2 separate regions of the Sus scrofa genome follow, and region 1 is linked to region 2. The links are chromatin contacts, called in public Hi-C maps. All regions are on one chromosome and are shown on one strand. The core of a region is the stretch at or near the end of the contact, and the rest is flanking DNA. Distances in the headings are between cores, read along the strand shown. Region 1 holds the start of PSMA1 (proteasome subunit alpha type-1). Region 2 holds the start of CYP2R1 (vitamin D 25-hydroxylase).

What was found. A called contact is a pair of places that touch in the nucleus more often than the background predicts.
Region 1: a contact with region 2 is called in a Hi-C map of liver, with 4 times the contacts expected there. The contact joins the promoter of PSMA1 here to the promoter of CYP2R1 in region 2. A contact is called at or near these places in 2 of 5 promoter capture datasets (fetal liver and liver) and 3 of 47 Hi-C or Micro-C datasets (heart right ventricle, liver and skeletal muscle).

What each region holds. Positions count from the first base shown.
Region 1 is chr2:44,735,054-44,741,395 of Sscrofa11.1, reverse strand. It overlaps PSMA1 (proteasome subunit alpha type-1), which reads right to left and starts at 1,294. Exons shown (of 10, transcript XM_003122965.4): 1 at 1,158-1,294. The coding sequence starts at 1,160. LOC106507279 (a long non-coding RNA gene) reads left to right here and starts at 1,367. Exons shown (of 7, transcript XR_001303160.2): 1 at 1,367-2,020.
Region 2 is chr2:44,371,967-44,378,242 of Sscrofa11.1, reverse strand. CYP2R1 (vitamin D 25-hydroxylase) reads right to left here and starts at 2,811. Exons shown (of 6, transcript XM_003480731.4): 1 at 2,657-2,811; 2 at 2,500-2,654. The coding sequence starts at 2,723. It overlaps LOC110259296 (a long non-coding RNA gene), which reads left to right and starts at 1,978. Exons shown (of 2, transcript XR_002341568.1): 1 at 1,978-2,284; 2 at 3,490-3,614.

The DNA of each region.
Region 1 (6,342 bases), core at 45-2,544, 360 kb before region 2:
CAGTTGTTAACGAATCCAACTAGGAACCATGAGGTTGCGGGTTCCATTCCTGGCCTTGCTCAGTGGGATAAGGATCTGGCGCCTCTGTGAGTTGTGGTGTAGGTCGCAGACGAGGCTCGGATCCTGCGTTGCTGTGGCTCTAGCGTAGACCGGGGCTACAGCTCCGATTAGATTAGACCCCTGGCCTGGGAACCTCCACATGCCGCGGATTCCGCCCTAGAAAATGCAAAAAGACAAAAAAAAAAAAAAAAAAAAAAAGCATTCCTTTTCCTTAAATACCTCAAATGTCTACCTCTTGAAGCCTTCTCCATCTTTCCTCCCCAAATCCCAACACATACTCCTACCATTCCTTTATCTACACCTTTTTTTTCGACCTTATATTACGATTAGGGACGTGTCTGATTTATCTTTGAACCTTCACTGTAGTTAAAACAGTGCATTTAAAACATTGTTATAGAATGAGTACACACAAGAATGTCCCCAGAAAGTCAGAAGTGGACACAAATAGCCACAGAGACGGACCCATTACAGCTTTAAAGACAGCTTAAAATGAGTCTGCCAGCACAGTACTTGGGAGCCCAATCATTAGGGTGAGAAGGCTGACTGCTGGAATGGTAGACATAGGACTGGAAGCTCTGAGCCCTATATTGTAACCCTTATTCTATCACTTCTATCAGCTTCAGTTTACTCTTTCATAAAAATACTTAACTGGATAAGTGACTGAAAAAAGGCCTTTTCTGATTGAGCTCTAAAAGAGAATTGAGCTCTCAACTCTGCTATTGGCTATACAGGGAGATTCCAAAAGTCAAATCCCAATTTTTCCTTTCTCTCACACAGAGCACTAGGGGCCCCTCTGGACCGCTCGGAATCTACTCGACTGAAGGAAACTGAGGGGCGAACTCGGCTAGCAGACCGAGGAGGTATTGTTCAAGGCCGGATGGAAAGCGAAACAAACCCAGGGGAAAGGCCGCACCGACTACCGACTTCCCCTGTGCCGGCCAGGCCAGAGATGCTGAATCACTCCAGAACCCCCCATCGGCTGAGGTTCCCATGTCCCATAGCCCCGGCCCGCTCTAAGAGTGACAGAGAGATCACTCGCCAACCCCCAGCCAGCGGGCCTGTGCCCCAACCCTGTTTGAGCTCGGAATCCAACGCACCATGGTTCCGGCGAGAGCCTAGTCACGGCCTCCGGTAAACCTGCAGATCAAGGAGCGCTGCCGAAACTACCGCTCGGCGATCTGCAGAGAAGTCTGCGGGACTATGCGTCGGCGCAGGGTAGAGCAGTCTATTCTAGAGATAGCGATAGGCTTCCGGCGCTTCCCCGCCCTCAAAGCTCTCCGCCCGCTCGGGAGTGGGCGGGGCCTGGGAAATCTGAGAAACTCACATTGGCGGGAAAATTTGGGCCAGGAACGCCCGCGGGAGCTAATAGTCGCTGGGTGGCCACTATCAAGTCGCCTTTCTTGGATCCTCAGAGAAGTTACCTGTGAGCTGTAGATTCCTGTCAGTTTCTCACCGGCCCGGCCGGATGCACCCGAGATTCCTGGTGTACTGCTCAGCCTCTCATTCAGCGTCCACAGAGATTTGTGGTGTTGGGTAGCGAGAAGAACAGGACTGCAAAAAAAGACCACAAATAATGGTCCATTTCTTCGTGTCAACGGTACTCTTCCTGGAGTATCTTGTTTCTGGACATGATTTTCTTTCTACTTTGGAATCCTTTTCCTTACTCCTTATTTTCCAGGCGTTGTTGTCACTGATCACTATCATTATTATCAGACTTTAAACTTTTTGAGGGCATTAATGTCTTTGCCGTCAAAACCAAGCACGATGCCTGAAAGAATAGGCAACTGAGGGACATCTTCTTCCGAAATAGGTATTTTCCTTTTTGCGAACATCTTTTAGTAAATTCTCAGAGAAAATAGTTTAGGATAGCTCTACAAACAGCTGCCAACCTAAAATTTACTGACTGCCAATGATGAGTTCTTTTCTTTACGAAGAAGAAAGGATGAGTACCTAGACTCAGGTAAGAGTTGAAAGGGGTCTTTAAGGATCTAAGCTTTGTCAATGAAGAGACTCAGCTCCCTTAAATGATTTGTTCAAGTTAGAGCAAGTTGGTATCGCACTTTAAAAACCTTGTCACATGTATTTTGGACACTTTTTTATATTAAAATTTTTCTAGGTTAAACAAGATTCCCGATATTCTGCATTGTGAACATATGATATTTTATTTACCGAAACCCCCATTGTTTAATATTTAAGTTTAATATTTAAGCCCTCTCCTGGAGCTCCCTGTCTGGCTCAGGGGGTTAAGGATCCACATTGTCCTCGTGAGGATGCGGGTTAGATCCTTGGCCTTCTCAGTGGGTTAAGGATTTGGCGTTATTGAGAGCTGCGCTATAGTCCCGCAGCTGCAGCTCCGGCTGGACCCCTAGCCTGGGAACTTCCATATGCCACAGGTGCAGCCCTAAAAAAAACCAAAATTATCCCTCTCCCAAGAAATTCATTTATGAGCTGCTTGATATATTTTTTTATGTGTACATCTATACTCCTTTAGAATAAATTCCTGAAAATCAAAGGATTTAGTGAAATGGCTATTTCTAAGAATTTTATTAAAAGTGTTACAAAAACCAAACAAACAAACAAAAAAAGGAGTTCCCTGGTGGCTCAGCAGGTTAGGGACCTAAAGTTTTCTGGTTACTGCTGTGGCACAGGTTCAGTCCCTGGCCCATGAACTTCTGTATGCAGGCACAGCCAAAAAAAAACAAACAAAACCAAAAGTGCTAAATTGCTTTCCGGAAATATTTTACCAAAACATATTCTCAACAGTAGTATATGAGAGAGCTCCCCTTCTTAAATTCACCAATACTGATTGTTGTCATTTTTCAAAATTACTGTTATTTTAGTGGACTAAATTAACTGATTGTTCTCTTCTGTTTTCCCAGCACCCAGCAGGATGCCTAGCATGTATTAAGAGTTTAATATATAGTTAAATGAATGAGTAATGAATATTAGATGAATGACTAAATAAATGATCATTTAAAAATATTACGTAGGGAAATTCCCACTGTGGCACAGTGGGTTAAGGATCCAGCATTGCTGCAGCTGTGATGTAGGTTGCAGCTAGTGCTTGGATTCAGTCCCTGGCCTGGGAACTTATGCTGTGGGTGTGGCTGAAAAAGAAAAAAATATATATATATATTATATAGTATATAAACATTTTGACAGTTCTTTTCCACATATCTATATATTCACATGCCTCGCACATATGTATAATACATATAATTTAAATGTTTTTTGAAGTATAGTTGATTTACAATGTTGTGTTAATTTCTGCTTTACAGCAAAATGATTCAGTTATACGCATAAGTATTCCTTTTCAAATTCTTTTTTTTATTGCTTTTTTTTTTCCTTTTTCTTTTTTATTGTTTTTTAAGGCTGTGCCTGTGGAGTATGGAAGTTCCCAGGATATTGAGTATAGTTTCCCTTGCTATACAGTAGGACCTTATTATTTATTCATTCTACATGTAAGAGTTTGCATCTGTTAATCCCAAACTCCCAATTCATCCCTCCCACACCCCCTTGGCAACCACAAGTCTGTGCTTTACATCTATGAGTCTATTTCTGATTCATAGATAAGTTCATTTGTATCGTATTTACTACGTTTATTCCACATATAAGTGATATCAACATATAATGGTTTCAACAAGTAAAATCATATCAAACTGTTTTGTACTAGACTCAAAAGGTTGAAGCCATCTTTTCATGTCCTTAAGTAATAATCTGTAATATTTTAAATAGTTGCATAGTATTCTATTGTATGGAAATACAATAATTTACTTAATTATGTATGGACAATTACACTATTTCTAAGTTTTTGCTATTATAAAAATACCACAATGAATATTCTTTTTTATTTTATAATGATTTTTATTTATAATGAATATTCTTATACATGCACACATTTTGTGTACTCCTCTGATTACTCTTTTTTTTTTATTACTCTTTATGATGAATTCATAGGAATAGAATTGCAAGTACAAAGGGAAACCCACATTTTCAATGATGATAAATATGGCCAAATGGCAAAAATAGGAAAATTATATCAATATGTTTTCTAGAGTTCCTGAGAGTCCACTTTCTCTACACCTTCATGAGCACTCGATAGTGTATGAACTTTTTTTTTGGATAATGATTTTTATTTTTTTATTATTATAGCTGTTTTACAGTGTTCTGTCAATTTTCTACTGTACAGTGTGGCGACCCAGTTACACATACATGTAGACATTCTTTTTTCTCATATTATCATGCTCCATCATAAGTGACCAGACATAGTTCCCAGGGCTACACAGCAGGATCTCATTGGTGTATGTACTTTTTACCTTTGTCAGGTTGTTAGCAGAAAAAAAAAAGCACTTGCTTTTTTTAGTTATATTTTTTGATTAATAGTAAAAAAAATCTTTTCATGTATTTCTTGGTTGTTTATGTTATTTAGTGAATTGCCACTTCATTTCTTTTCTCAATTTATTATTTTGTTAATTATTTTCTCATTGATTTGTAGGAGCTTCTTGCCATTAGGGATGTTAACCTCTTATAACTGGGTTGCTTTTATAGAATGAGTTTGATACAAAGAAAAGGAACTTACAGAAACTAGCTCAAGTAAATACGGGAGAGGTGAGGGCAGGACTATAGTAAATATGTAACAGAGTATATAAAAACACCCAAGAATAGGAAATCTTGACTTTTTTATTTACTAAAGTATTCCTCTTGCCTGGAACAAAGCCTGGCATTATACTAGGCACTCACTAAACATTCAATGCATGAATGAATTATGGCTCTTTCATTCTAAAGCCTATCCTTTTGATTATTACCTCCTAATCAGATAGCAAATATCTGGGGCTCTGTGATGTATTCTTTATTCATGATAATTGACGAGACTCCTCAGAATGACTCTTATCAAAGTTCCACTTGTAAGCCACCAGAAGGGGCATTTGGTTGGTCTTTTTGTCAAAACTGAATGTCTTCAGCAGTTGTTAAAATGTTTAGGAGTTCCTGTTGTAGCTCAGTGGTAACGAACCTGACTAGTAATCATGAGGAGACAGACTCGATTCCTGGCCTCACTCAGTGGGTGAAGGATCTGACATTGCTGAGAGCTGTGGTGCAGGTCACAGACATGGCTCAGATCTGGCATTGATGTTGCTGTGGTGCAGGCTGGTGACTACAGCTCTGATTCGACGCGTAGCCTAGGAACTTCCATATGCTGCAGGTGCAGCTATAAAAAGACAATAAAATAAAAATGTTTATATCAGTTTCAGCTACTCCATGCATGTTTGGGGGACTTGGCTTAGGATACATCTTGGTCCTTAAAAGAGGTGAGAAATTGATCAATAAATATATTCTGTAAGAAGACTGGGTCACCAAATGTAGTACTATTTATTTAATTTAAAGGTCATTGGTAGATGGGCCTTTTCAAAATCAAATACAATCTATTATTTTATTTTATTGTCTTTTTGCCTTTTCTAGGGCTTTTTCTCACGGCATATGCAGGTTCCCAGGCTAGGGGTCTAATCAGAGCTTGTAGCCGCCGGCCTACACCACGGCCACAGCAACTTGGGATCTGAGCCGCGTCTGCGACCTACACCACAGCTCATGGCAACGCCGGATCCTTAACCTACTGAGCAAGGCCAGGGATCAAACCTGCAACCTCATGGTTCCTAGTCGGATTTGTTAACCACTGCGCCATGACAGGAACTCCTAAAACCAATTTTAAATAAAAGATAAGTTCAAATTTGTCCCCCATGGGCATGTAAATCTCATTGTGTTACTCTGTTTGGCAACTGACATTGGAATATTGAACAAATGAGATGTGTAGGGTGCAATTGCAAATAACTTTCCCACTGCATGTTAAAACATACCCTGTGGAATTATTTCTTCCCTGCTCTGAATGAAGTATGGCACAAATATAGTGACTGTTCTGTCATTTAAGTGAAAAAGACGTTAACAGCTAATTCAACAGCCTCAGATCAGTAGTTACTGTCTAGTATAATAACTGGCAAATAATAGCAAAGCCCTTTCCCTCCTCTGCCAGCTTGAGCCTGCCACAGTGAGAGGGGAATGGCTGACTTCTTGTCTATGTCTTAGCATAAAATTTCTCTCCATGCCCCCTCCCACCACCACCACCAACTAGGTTGCCTTACTTTTCCCAAGTTGAAATAGAGGAAAGAGCAAGAGAGTTCTCAACATGGTAGAGTTCTGTGAGTAATGGTTGATGCTCTGAGCTTAGCAAGTGTTTACACTTGATCCTTATGTTATGTGTTCTTTGTAAACACCTCCATCCCCAATGAGCAA
Region 2 (6,276 bases), core at 1,562-4,061:
AGTTATTTTGGGATCTAAGCCTGGCCACAATGCTTGCCCTTGAACAAGTCTCAGTAATAAATCCTAAAGGAACAAAAGAACAAATGATTGCTATCTGGCAAGAGAAGTAACAACGGCAAAGATAATGTATCAGTAGTAAAGCCTCACAGTTCTGTGTGAATGGTAACCAATGGTAACGATTAGTATGAAGCATTCAGCCACCTCCTCTACAGCAACCTAAGAGATGATGCTGACCTTTTCTGACCCTCTGAGACTTCAATCAATTAGAGTTTGGACTCCGTTGACCTTTGTCCCAATTCTGTGCTGAATTCCCTTGCTCAATCCCTTTCATGAATATGCACACACCGCCCAAGTCTTCATGAATATGCATGTTCTCAACTTAAAAACTTCCCCAACTTTGCTGTTTGGGGGATAGGCTGTTTTGGGAAAAATCCCTGGTGTTCTACTTACTTGTTGCAAGTAATAAATCACTCCTTTTCTGATCTTTGGGCTGTTTTTGTTTTTCGTCACCCACCAAAAGGCAAACCCAGTTTTTTGGGTAACACTACTGGAAGAGTTAGATTACCCCCTCCCCTAAAAATAACATTCATAGAAAATAGAGTTCCTTTCACTTCAAGTATCTATGTATGAAAAACAATTTCCTATTCAGCACAACAGCATCTCACATAATTGGTCTAAAACCACTTTTTAGGAGATTCCCTGAGCAGCAGGTTAAGGATCTAGCCTTGTCACTGCAGCAGCTCCCTTATCACTAGAGGTTCTGGTCACTGCTATGGCACAGGTTGGATCCCTGGCCCCTGAACTTCCCTATGTCCTGCGCTTGGCCCCGCAAAAACCACAACACTTTTTACATTGTAGATCCAATTAATAGTTCTGTAATTAATAACCAAGAATGTCTGAGTAACACTTAACTGTGTTCAGTTATCACTATCACCATTAAGTATATGAAAAAAAATTAAGATTCAGACAAATAAAGGTCAAATTTTATATGCCGAAAGGACTCAACTTCCGTCTTATGCTTTCACATCTTATGATTTCTCTAGAATATTAATGATGCTTCTTACCAACATAACAGAGATAAAATATATTTGATGAAAACCATGAAAATACACTCAAGAATTGGAGGACTGGAAAATTAAAGAATTAAATATATTTGCTTTATCTAAGTCCAGCCTCCCTTTAGGAATATAAGCCATTAGTGAATGACAAAAACCTGGAATAATTCTTGTAAAAATTAGTTAAAATATGGATGTAAGCCCAAACCAAAAATACAATTGCCAAACAACCTTGTTGTACTTTTCCTTCACAACTCACACAATTTGTAGTCAATCATTAGATTAATTTATTTCTCATCAGACTGTAACTCTAAAATCGGGTTGTGACTGCCTTCTTCACCTCTTCCTTTCCAGCACTTGGCAGAGCCTGGCTCGTTGTTTACTATAAAGGAATGGATTCAAAAGAAAATCCCGCTAGGAGTTCCTGTGTGGTGCAGTGGAAAGGAATCCGACTAGGAACCATGAGGTTTCGGGTTCAATCCCTGGCCTCACTCAGTGGATTAAGGATCTGGCATTTCCATGAGCTGCGGTGTGGGCGGCAGATTCAGATCAGATCCGGCCTGGCTGTGGTGGTGGCTGTGGCTGGCAGCTGTAGCTCCAATTGGACCCCTAGTCTGGGAACCTCCATATGCCGCCGGTGAAGCCCTAAAAAAGAAAAAAAGAAAACCGGTGAGTCTGGTTAGGACCAGTGTTCTGGAAACTTCTGGCTACGTGCGATCAGAACACCCCTCCAAACGCAAGCTGGTGTTGTGGGCTTTTCCCTGAGAGCTCGCAGCAGTGTGACGCCTGCAAGTCACTCAGCGGGCCTGCGCTGCTGTTTCCTGCTCCGTAAAACCGGGAGAACCAGAAGACCTGCCCCTGGGCACCCGCACTGCACTGATTTTTACTCACTAATTAATTCGCTCTTTCTGTCATTTTCCCCGGAGCCTTCACCTGCGCTCCCATTCTCACAACAAACGCCCTAGACCAGCCATTCTCAATTGCAAACAACCTCTTGTTAACCACCAACAGGGTCCTAGAATTCAGACACTTGGTTCTCCCCAGAAGCCATAGGTGAAAGCTAATCTACGTGCGGGAAGCTGGGCGCAGGCTTCTTGGTGCTCTAAACAGCATCTGTCACGCCCGACGGTGCGGCCGGCGCGGCCGGGAGCCCCTTTTGCGCATGCGCGGGGAAACCTCCCCGGAGCCCTCCGAGGCGGGAGGACCTGATGCGATCCCGCCGACGCCAGGTGGGTGGTGAGCGCGGCTGAGAGGAACTCCCCCACCTCCCCGTCCCAACCCCCCCAGCGGCGGCGCGGCTGGTGGACCTCGCACCCCAACCCCGGAAGCCGGCCTCTCCAAGCCGCCCGCACAGAGAGGGTTCACGGTAGCTTGCGCCCACGAGCGTCGGACAGCCCGGGAGGAAGGTCTGGGCCCTCCCTGCCCGAGGCCCGTCGGGCTGTACCTCGCCGTACACCTGGCTCTGCTTTTTCATGTAGATATGAGGGAGCTCGGCCGAGGCGGCTAGCGAGTAGATGTTGCCGATAAATGGCAGCCCCGACGGTCCCGGGGGGAAGCCCGACGGCCGTCTCTGCTTCAAAAGCTGGCGGACCCCGAGGCGAAGAGCAGCAAGAAGAGAACGCCGCCAAGGGCCGCCGGGAACACTTCAGCTCCGGGAGGTTCCCACATGGCCCGCAGCTGGGGCTGCGAACCCCCGCGGCCGTAGGACCCGGGGAGTGCTCCAACTCCGCCGCATCCTATTGGCCCGAGGACCCGAGGACCCGCCTCACTGCCATGGCCATTGGCTGGCTGAGCGTAGGGCCTGCGGCCAGTTACAACGGGATTGGAAGAGATCAGAGTTCGCTGTGTGGAAGGCGAGCAGCCCTTTGGATCTGGGCGCGGTTCTAGGCAAGCCCCAGCCTGGCTGGGCACCGAGCCTGGAGGCTTTATCCAGGATGTTGACAGCCAGGGCCTGGAAGACAAGACAGTACCGCCTCCCTTCCTGGGCCAGGGACCTTGCGTCGTTGTAGACCAGCCCTTTCTTTGGAGATCTTTTTAGGAACCAGGTCTGCCTATTTCAGACTAGAAAACTGGGGAGATTATCAGCACTGCAGTCTTTATTTAGCAGGACTTGATAATCTTCAGAATCTCCATTAAAGGACTGATCCACCTGGAGTTCCCTAGTGGCCTAGCAGGTTGAGAATCCGGTGCTGTCACTCCTGTGGCAGGGTTTCCATCCCTGACTGGGGAGCTACCAGCCGTGGGCACTGGCCTTAAAAGAAAAAGAAAAAAAATTGACCCATTGATATAAAAAGAAAATAATCTCACTATTTGGCCTCTTTTACTCATCTATTTTTTCATCCTTATGTTAAGAGGTATTTTTGCATGTGATATCTTATGAATTGTAATTGCACAATATTTAGGCAACCTGAGTTAATGATGCATCTTTTCACAGTTTCCCCAACAGGTTACTTCTTGACAATCAAAGAAGACTCTGGTCTGCAGTTGCCCAGGGATGGTACTTACTACTCAAACTTTTTGCCTCTGCTACGTAAAATGAAGCAACTGATTGCCTACTTGGAAATATCTATTTGCTATTTCTGTTTCTCTCTCGCTCTTTTTTTTTTTCTTTTCTTTTTGCCTTTTCTAGGGCTGCTTCTCACGCCATATGGAGGTTCCCAGCCTAGGGGGCTAATCGGAGCTGTAGCCGCTGACCTATGCCACAGCAGCATGGGATCCGAGCCTCGACCTACACCACAGGTCCCGGCAACGCTGGATCCTTAACCCACTGAGCAAGGCCAGGGATTGAAACCGCAACCTCATGGTTCCTAGTCAGATTCGTTAACCACTGAGCCACGACAGAAACTCCCCCTTTCTTTTTTTCTTAAAGGCTGCACCCATGGCATATGGAGTTTCCCAGGCTAGGGGTCAAATCAGAGCTGTAGCCATTGGCCAAACCCACAGCAACTCCAGATGGGAGCCACGTCTCCGACGTACACCACAGCTTATAACAATGCTGGATCCTTAACCCCCTGAGATCAAACCTGCATCATCATGGATGATAGATTCCTTTCCGCTGAGGCAGGAGCGGGGGAACTCTGCTATTTCTGTTTCTATTCCTGTTTTCTAAAGGGTAATTCCTTGCAACACAGGACCTACTGGGCATGAGACTCTTTTAAGAGCTGTTCTTTGTGCTTGAGCAGTGGCAAGAGTGTTATGGTCCTCATTAGGCTTATTCACTACAGACATTGTTAAAATGCATGCAGTATGATATCCAAAGCAATAGAGATAATATGTGAAAAGAGTAACAAAGTCCCTACTCTCCTAGATTTACATTCTTGTGAGAGGGAAAAGGAATAAACACATAATTTTAGATAATCATAAGCAGATGAAAATAAAAGTATGTTTTAGAGAATGCTTGGACATGGGGAAATCCTTTAGCAGGTGAGAGATATCAAGAAAAGTCTCTTTAAGAAGATAATATTCAGGGAGTTCCTGTTGTGGCTCAGCAGATTAAGAACCCAACTAGTATCCATGAGGATGCAGGTTCCATCCCTGGCTTGACTCAGTGGGTTAAGGATCCGGTGTTGCTGCAAGCTGCTGCATAGGTCGCAGATGCAGCTTGGTATAGGCTTGTACCTGCAGTTCAGATTCGACCCCTAGCCTGGGAACTTCCAAATGCCACAGGTGCAGCCCCAAAAAGAAAAAAAAAAAAAAAGAAGATAACATTTGGAGTTCCCCCATGACTCAGCAAGTTAAGGATCCAGTATTGTCACTTCACTGGCTCAGGTAGCTGCTGTGGTCTGGGTTTGATCTCTGGCCTGGAACTTCCACATGCCATGGGCATGGCCAAAAGAAAAAAGCTTTATGATTGTAACATTTGAGCTTAGATCAAATGATAAGGAGGTGTATTAGTTTCCTACTACTGTTGTAACAGATTACCACAATGGTGCCTTAAAACCACAAATTTATTATCTTAACAAATTTTGCATTCAGAAGTATAAAGTGGGTCTTAATGGGCTAAACGCTAAGTGTTGGTATGGCCACATTCCTTCTAGAGGCTCTAGGGGAGAATCAGTTTCCTTGTCTTCTCTATTCTAGGGGCTACACACAGTCCTCGACTCCTGTTCCCCTTCCTTCATCTTCAGAGCCAGCAACATCTCGTGCACTGACTCATGTGCACTGAATCTCTTCTGACCCCCTTTTCTGGCCTTCCTCTTCTACTCAGGACACTTCAACTTCTATTACATTACATGTGGATAATCCAGGATAATTTCCCTATCTCAAAGTCAGCTGTTTAACAACCTTAATTCCATCTTATTTCTCCATGCCCTGAAACCTAACATATTCTGGTTCTGGGAATTAGGATGAGGATATATTGGGGGTGAGGAGAGGGAGAGAAACCAAGGGAAGATATGGGGGAAAATATTTCAAAGAGAGACTACCAAGAGCAAAGGCCCCCATGTACCAATCAAGCTTTGTCCTCTGGGAGTGTTTCCAGTCTCTTGCTTTCTGTATCTCTGATGCAAACACATTGGAGCTGAAACCAGGCAGTTAGTTAACCTTGGAGATTTACTGTTCAACTAGTTTGCACTCACTTTCTGGAATATGGACATCTCCAGTGCCTGAAGGTATATTTCACAGGCTCTCCAGCCACAGACTATCTACTTATTAGGCAATGAAGTAATACCTCACATAGGCAATGCCTACAAATAGGCAGTCAAGTAACGCCTAATGTATTACCCTTAGGGATTCCTTAAAATGCTTGGCCATCACAGAAGTGATTATTAATTGAGTCTTCTAATAAAATGGAAAAACAAAATGAGATGATCATTGTTGAACTTAGTCCTCAGTGTCTAACCAAAGGTAAATGGAGATGGCCCAGGATGGATATTGGCATTGCAGGTGGGCCACAGTGTTGCTGAGACCTGGGAACAGAGGAATATCACCTACCAGATGTTGGAGTTCAGCCCTGCCTCTCTTTCCCTGCTTCCTAAGGTTTGCATTGTCTGGCTGACCACAACAGTTCCACAGTATGGTACTTGGCTCAAGTGTGGCCCCTTTCCATCCTCTATTTTCAAAAAGGATTAGTTTTCATTCCAGAAATATCTCCCCATTCACTTAAAATGAGAAACCTTTCTCCTTTGGCATTCTCCCCCTGCCTACATTAGCAGGCGAGAGCTGGAGCTCTGACGGCAGCCTGACTCACCACTGCACTGATCAGATGCCTCCTCCTCACCCC